Linked DNA regions of Mus musculus: region 1 is linked to region 2. The links are chromatin contacts, called in public ChIA-PET maps. All regions are on one chromosome and are shown on one strand. The core of a region is the stretch at or near the end of the contact, and the rest is flanking DNA. Distances in the headings are between cores, read along the strand shown. Region 1 overlaps Kctd20 (potassium channel tetramerisation domain containing 20). Region 2 overlaps Srpk1 (serine/arginine-rich protein specific kinase 1).

What was found. ChIA-PET counts read pairs in DNA pulled down with a chosen protein or histone mark.
Region 1: an RNA polymerase II ChIA-PET map of memory CD8 T cells shows a contact between it and region 2, with 40 read pairs. The contact joins two enhancer-like sites. A contact is called at or near these places in 1 of 39 promoter capture datasets (hippocampal neurons), 5 of 115 datasets of contacts at active chromatin or transcription factors (the 230-238 cell line, effector CD8 T cells, embryonic forebrain and 2 more) and 1 of 9 other capture datasets (adipose tissue).

The regions. Positions count from the first base shown.
Region 1 is chr17:28,964,927-28,968,802 of GRCm38.p6, reverse strand. It overlaps Kctd20 (potassium channel tetramerisation domain containing 20), which reads right to left. Exons shown (of 8, transcript NM_001356300.1): 7 at 3,719-3,829; 8 at 1-2,151. The coding sequence ends at 1,859. Among named protein-coding and RNA genes, the nearest start is that of Kctd20, 14 kb to the right of the region's middle. Within about 2 kb of position 1,747, at least 81 of the 459 cell types and tissues checked have an H3K27ac peak or open chromatin away from gene starts, as enhancers often do. A contact at or near this core is called in memory CD8 T cells, where this site is marked.
Region 2 is chr17:28,592,284-28,596,081 of GRCm38.p6, reverse strand. It overlaps Srpk1 (serine/arginine-rich protein specific kinase 1), which reads left to right. Exons shown (of 16, transcript NM_016795.4): 13 at 1,805-1,912; 14 at 3,795-3,798. Among named protein-coding and RNA genes, the nearest start is that of Lhfpl5, 18 kb to the right of the region's middle. Within about 2 kb of position 1,986, at least 46 of the 459 cell types and tissues checked have an H3K27ac peak or open chromatin away from gene starts, as enhancers often do. A contact at or near this core is called in memory CD8 T cells, where this site is marked.

The DNA.
Region 1 (3,876 bases), core at 498-2,997, 370 kb before region 2:
TGCAAGGCCCCATCACTGAATAATTGGGACCAGACAGTGGCATGGAACACCTTTAATCTTAGCACTGGAGGCAGAGACAGGTGGATCTCTTGAGTTTGAGGGCAGCCTGACCTACAAAGTGAGTTCCAGGACAGCCAGGGCTACCCAGAAAAACCTTGTTTTGTAACCCCATCTTATTCCTCCCCCACACCAAAAACAAAACAAAAACAAAAGGAAAAAGTGTCCCAACTCTGGGAACAGTAGGCAAGACACCAAACTACAATGACACTGAAATGTAGGTAAGGGTGGGGCTGAGGTACAAAAAAGCTTCCCTCCCCACAAGAAGCCTATGTCTGCACACAGTCTTTCCTTTAGTTGCCACCACCCAGTGTCACTGGAGTGGCCTTTAGATTGCCTCCCAGTCAAACTCCATGGGCTGGAGTGTTGGGGTGAAGACCTAGTTCATAAAAGGCCAGAGCCAGTGAACCAACTCCGAAGGACAAAGAAAGGACCGTGCTCACACCTGAGCATTACACAGGACAGACACATAATCATTCCTGTGGCCATGGAGAAACAGGAAGCACCACTGACCCTGGGCCTGGGCTGGACAGCTGCAGGTAGGCAACCATGTAGCACCAACAAAATCAAAGCCAGACCTGGCCTCAAACACAAGCCAAGCAACTTCACAGAAGTAACCTCTTGATACAGACAACCTCAGCCCATATTCTGGATGCTGCCTCACAGACACACCAATAGTCACCACAAGCTGGAGCCACTCAGTTACCCTTCGGTTCTTTTCTAAGCAAGGAAGATCTTGCACCCATTGTGATGCCACAAGCACAGAAAACACTGTTTTAAGAGCACACTTGTTCTTCAATACTGGAGAGAGGGCTTCCAAAACCTGATTTTATTGCCATCAAGTAGTTATGCTATACATGGTCTTATGGGAGCAGCCTTCAAGAAACAACATATTCTGTAAAGAGCTTGAAGGAAACAGCTTACACACCGCCCAGGGTGGAGGACGGACTCAAAGGTGGACTTCTACCGGGAAGTAAAATAATTGCAGACATTGCTGTCAGGCTCTTGGCTCTGCAAACAGCCATGGAAATGTGAGAGGAAGGAGCTAGGGAATGATCTGGGCTGCCGTCTACCACACGTGTAAGCCTGAGCAGATAACACAACAACAAGGCCTGGACCTGATTTGGGGGATGACCACATATTACTTTCTTACCATGTTCCAGTAGCTAATGGCCTATTTAATGGACAGGCGCTGTGGCTTCCCACCAGAGGAGGGTCCAGCTGGCCCAATCTGGAGCCATTCTGCCACCTCATTTGCAAGTTTCACTTCCAAATGAAGCATCAGGCTGCCCTTCTTAGGGGGTTGGTTTGCTCCTATGTTAGTAAAAAGCAGAGCTGAGCTGGAGCTCCAGGGAATTCCCTTCGCCTGCCCCGCACCTCCCCAGGTGGGCACACCCAACCCCAGCACAGACTGTTTCTCTGACGTTTTGGTCCTTTTGCTAATAAGCAATTTGTCTGATTGTGAAACCACTCACCCGGTGTAAGAGTGGGCTGCTGTGCCGAATGTGAGGCAACAGTTCACTTCCTCTCCTGCACCAGGAGGTGAATGCAAAGATTCAACCAAGAGCACCAGACCCAAAAGCTCGTTTGCCAGGGCTGGTAAAGCTGGCCGCCTAATTACCAGAGAGCTTCTTCACCCAGCCGGAGGCAGACCCGGAAAAGGGCACAGTAACAACTCAGAAGGGAAGGAGACAGGAAGAGGCATCTCCTAACGGTGAGAAACCACAGGAGGGCAGGGAGGCCTGGTTAGGGGTACCCACACAAAGAAGAGCTCCAACAACTGGGCAGAGGCCGTTTGTCCCTAATCTTGAAAGTCATTCGGAGCCATCTGAGAGAGTGGAGCATTTAAGCGGTCAAGTTCATCTACTTGTGGTGGGTGATGCATTATTATCTCCTGGTCTTCTAAGACATCCTCTCCAGCAGCCACCAAATTAGTGAGGGATTTGCTGCGAACGCACTGGAAATCCACATGGCGACTCTTTCCTTCCTCTTTTTCCCATGACATCTGGATAAAAGGGCGCTGCACATAATTGTAGATGACTTCAGACCGCCCGCCAGGTCTCCTCTTGATCTTCTCTTTACAGGTAGGGTAACCTGCAACCAGAAAGCATACAGTGCTCACACTCCTGGCAGACTCTCCTCGCTCTACCATCTACTTCCAAGTCCAAGGACAGCAAGAAAAGCTCTGTGGCATGTGACTGGTGTCCTCCCAAGCCTCCTCTGTCCCTATAAGGGACAGGGCTGTGGGAAATAACAGGGATTCTCCCCCCCTTTTTTTTTTTTTGATTTATTTATTTATGAATATGCAAGTATACTGTATCTGTCTTCAGACACTCCAGAAAAGGGCATCAGATCTTGTTATGGATGGTTGTGAGCCACCATGTGGTTGCTGGGATTTGAACTCAGGACGTCTGAAGAGTAGTCAGTGCTCTTTCTTACCTGCTGAGCCATCTCACCAGCCCAGATTCTCCCCCTCTTAATGGAAAGGAAAGAGAATGTACTAATTCCAAGAGCTTTTAATGGTTGGAAACACCACAAAGGGACAAAACTTCCCCATGGCACAGGAACGCTGCCATCTTGTTAATGCTGTATAGAAGCCATGGTTAAGGGAAAAGCAGGGAAATGTGCAATGTTACCTCAATGGTAACAATGGTACCCTGTCCCCAGGCCTCACACACAAGGCAAAGTGAAATTATCTCAATAGTGACCTCTAACTTAAAATCCTGAGTCAGACACATGTAGCAATGAGTTCACTGCGGCGGTGATATGAGCAGGGCTCAGGGGCCCAGGCTGCACCAACTCCTGCCTCCAGCACGAAGTACCCAGACAGCCTGAGGAAAAACAGACCTCAAGTTTTATCTAAGAAAAGACAGACTGGAAAGATGGCTTATAAGTCAAGAGCATTGACTGCTCTTCCAGAGGTCTTGAGTTCAATTCCCAGCACCCACATTGGTAGCTCACAACCATCTGTAATGGGATCTGATGCCCTCTTCTGGTGTGTCTGAAGAAACCAACTGTGTACTCATATGAAGAAAATAAATAAATTTAAAAAAGAAAAAGAAAAGACAGAGTCTCACTAAATAGCCTCAGCCTGCCTGGAAACTGTGATGCAGACTAAGCTGGCCCAGAGCTCACAGAAATCTTCCTCCCCTGCCTCCCGAGGGCTGGGACTGAACCACCACAGTCGGCAAAGCTCAAATCCTTAAGCTGGTTTGTTTTTTAAGAGAATAACTTTAGATGAAAAGACGTACTCTTGCTCAGGTGAGCCCAGGTGCTCACTGGATTCACCCCAGAATCCTGTGCCCTGGGCTGAGAGCCCTGAGGGATACTCATGGCTACAACTGAAGGGCAGGCAATGCAAACCTCGGGACACACAGCAATGAAGCAGCCCCTCACTAAGTAGACTCTAAGTGTGCCGGGTCTCAAGGCTCCCGCCAGCCAAGCTCAGAGTAGTAAGCTGTGGCCAGAAACCCACCCCACCCCTTGTTGTAGAACCTCAACACTGGCCAAGCCTTTTTATGTTTGTTTTTTCAAGACAGGGTTTCTCTGTGTAGCCCTGGCTGTCCTGAAACTCCCTCTTGTAGACCAGGATGGCCTCCAACTCAGAGATAGAGATCTGCCTGTCTCTGCCACTGTCCGGCTGACTGAGACTTTTTAATACCTTCAATTCCAATGCGGATGTTCTTCAGGCCTCGTTCCTTTAACACAGTTTTAGCAACATCTCTATTCTCGATATATTTGAAGAATCTGTAGAGCTTGGAGCTGTAAAGAACTAAACAACACAGCACTGGGGTTAGTCACAGAGGAGGGGAGGGGGGC
Region 2 (3,798 bases), core at 737-3,236:
AGGAGCACAAAGTGTTCTTCAGAAACCCTGAGTTCAGTTACCAGTAACCACATGGTGGCTCACAACTATCCATAAAGGGTTCCTGTATTCATATAAATAAAATAAGTCTTTTAAAAATTAGGGGAAGGGGACCCTTCATACTGGCCAAGGGAACAACAGCACAAGAGTAATGGGAAACTGTATATGTCACCCTGACCAGTTGACAGACATCTAACCCTGCAGAAGGTATATTCTTAGCCTGTGGAACTAGTACCTAAAGTAGACCGTATACTAAGACAATGAATATGCTTAGTAGCCCGTGGAACTAGTACCTAAAATATACCATATACTAGGACACAAAGCAAGCCTTAACAATATAGATGAGTTGAGATACTTTTATGTATGCATTACAATGAATTAAGACTAGAAATCAGGGGCTGGTGAGATGGCTCAGTGGGTAAGAGCACCCGACTGCTCTTCCGAAGGTCCAGAGTTCAAATCCCAGCAACCACATGGTGGCTCACAACCATCTATAATGAGATCTGATGCCCTCTTCTGGTGCATCTGAAGACAGCTACAGTGTACTTACATGTAATAAATAAACAAATCTTTTTTTTAAAAGAAGAAGACTGTATGTTTTAAAAAAAAAAAAAAAAAAGACTAGAAATCAACAGCAGGAATAACTCTAGGGATTGGAGAGATGACTTGAGGCTGTGCATGGGCGGTCAGAGGACAGCCTGCCAGAGTTGGTCCTCTCTAGGGCGTGGGATCCAGGGATAAAACGCAACAAAGCCCTGAAGGCCGGGCTCCTCCTCCTGTTTGTTTAAGGTTTATTTAGGTTAAGAATACTTCTGCCCTGCTTGCCAAGCCTCATGTCAAGCCTCAGCCTGAGCTACGCCGCCTCACTTCTGATGGCTGTCTGTCTTAACAGGGCTGTAGACTTTGCCTTTTGTACTCTTATTTTACACATTTGATTGTCGTTTGAGCTTGTTTACTTTTGATCGTTCATTGTATGGGAGCATGCATGTGTGCACCAGTGTGCCACAACATGCATGTGGGTCAGAGAACAATTGCAGAAGACAGTGTGGGTAAGCTAGCTCTCTCTGTCTCTGTCTTTGTCTCTGTCTCTCTCTCCTCTCTCCCCCTCTCTCTCTGCTTGCTGGCAGGCTCTTACCTGCTGATCACTGATGGCTCTTGTTTTCTCTACTTGTATATATTTTTTGTTTGCTTGCTTGGTTTGGGTTTCTTTGTTTTGCTTTTTGAAACAGCCTCATTGTAACCATGGCTGGCCTGGTTAGCCATGTAGACCAGATTAGCCGTGTAGAATTCAGAGATTTGCCTTCCTTTGCCTCTCCCAAGTGCTAGGATTGAAGGCATGTGCCATCACACCGGCTCTAATAGTTTTCTTTTCTTTTCTTTTCTTTTCTTTTCTTTTCTTTTCTTTTCCTTTCCTTTCTTTTCTTTTTTGGTTTTTCGAGACAGGGTTTCTCTGTATAACCCTGGCTGTCCTGGAACTCACTTTGTAGACCAGGCTGGCCTTGAACTCAGAAATCTGCCTGCCTCTGCCTCCCGAGTGCTGGGATTAAAGGTGTGTGCTACCACGCCGGGCTATTTTTATTTTCTTAATAAAGCTATTGTTATTCCTAAGTCTGTATGTCTAAACTAAATTAAGGCTCAATTTTAAGTTATCTGGAGTAGCAGTAAGACAGGTTGTTAAATAAGTTTTGCAGACAGCTTGCTTTAGTTTCCATCGTTAAGTAAGCCTTAGTTACTTCCTGTTTTAAATAAATGAGTATTAAGGATCTCCACTCCTTGACTCACTCAGCACAAGCATTTCACTGAAGATATCCAGACACGGCAGTATCGGTCTTTGGAAGTCCTGATAGGATCTGGCTACAACACCCCTGCTGACATCTGGAGCACAGCATGCATGGTGAGCCCTGCCCACTGCCTTCCCTGTTTGCTAATGCAGTACTGAGCAGAGTGTCACACAGCTGCTCTCAGTGTTATGTCAGAAACCATGGGCGTGGCATGGTGGGGTGAGGGCAGGGGTGGGGTGGGTTGAAAGCCATTGTTCAAAGGCATTCTTTTTCCTGTATTGGTTACTATTGTCCTTGAGCTTATAGCCTTGACCTGTTTGCAGACTTGGGATGCCACTGGAAGGATGCTGTCCTCTGCAGTGGGGCCACTCCTCAGATGTCTGGGTCAGTCAGGTGTGAAGCCCGGGCACCTGTGAATCCACACGTCGCTGCTTTACGCTGGGGAGTTTATGCCTTGATTTAGTTTTCCCCTTTGTTACAGTCTGTGCTTGTCAACATCAGCCAGTGGGCGTGCTTTCCTGTGGACCTAGGCTTTGAGTTTGAGTTGAAGCTTTCTGTGCTCAGAAAGACCCTGACTGCTCAGGCCACACAGGTTGGGGACATAGTCCCTTCACTTGGTTTTACACAGTGGCCTTGGGTTCCTGCTTTTCCAAGTCAACTCACACTCAAACTGGCTACAAGCACTAGCTTGGTATTTTGTTACCCTTTATACCTTTGTACAAATTCAAGACCAGACATAGAGAAGACAGCTTGGTGGGCATGGGGGTGTCACACTTGCTGAAAGTGTCACTCCCAGGGAAGCTCCCCTGTGTGTCAGGTTTGCACACTTACACTTTAATTGCTGTTTTATTAGTCCCAGCAGTAAGCCAAGAGGAGAGGCTTACAGAGGAGAGGTGGGAACTTGTTAAGCCTGGTGAGGCAGAAGGATTGCCAAGAATCCAAGTCCACCTTGGGCTGCATAGTCTGGAAAATGTCCGTGTAATCTGGAATGTAAATTATGTTTCCAACTCTGTAGGATTCCAGTGCAGGATGGGGCTGCTTGTCTCATGGGTGGTTTATGTGCAGCCTCTCAACACCCGCTGCGCCCTCTGCTGGCCACGGGGAGAAACTGGGGCCTGGAAGAGAGCACTGTCATCAAGCTACATATTTCTGGCTACAGAGTGCCATGATGAAATCTGACTCATCTCAGATACCATTTCTTGGTGGCTAGAAGAGTCTTGAAGGCCCATGACCTAGCTCTGGATAAAGGCACCTGATAAGCTGACTCCAAGCCCTGAGACATACATGGAGGGAAAGAAAGAGCCAACTCTTAAAAGTTGTTCCCACAGTCACCAGAGAGCTAGTAAGAAACAAGCAGCTAAACATTTGTTGTAAAGAGCATCCCGCTAGAATCCTACAGACATTCCAGGTTACAAGGACATTTTCCAGACTGTGCGGCCCAAGGTGGACTCGGATTCTTGGCAGTCCTGCCTCGCCAGGCACAACAAGTTCCCGCCTTTCCTTTAAATTTTTTTTTGTTTTGTTTGGGTCCCCCCTCCCCTGCCGAGACAGGGTTTCTCTGTGTAGTCCTGGCTGTCCTGGAACTCACTCTGTAGACCAGGCTGTCCTCAAACTCAGAAATCTGCGTGCCTCTGCCTCCCGAGTGCTGGGATCAAAGGCGTGCGCCACCATGCCCAGCTAAACATTTGTTTTAAAGAGCATTCCGAGCGCTCCGTCTGTTGAAGTGCGGCTGTGTTGTGTGGTGAGAAGCAGTTAGCCCACTGCTGGTCGGCTCCGCTCTGCTGTGCTCTGTGCTCTCCTTTCCCTCAGGCTGCCCCAACATCAGTGCTGACTGAGGAGGCTTTTCTCCTTTTCCCATTTTATTGGTCTGTAGCTGTCATTCAGAAGCAATCTGAGATGCTTCTCAAGTGGCCGTCTAGGTTTGGGATCAGATAGCAGAGGCTTTGCAGCTGTGTTCTGTTTCTCTGATACTTTCATGCGCTGTCTCTTCCTTAGGCCT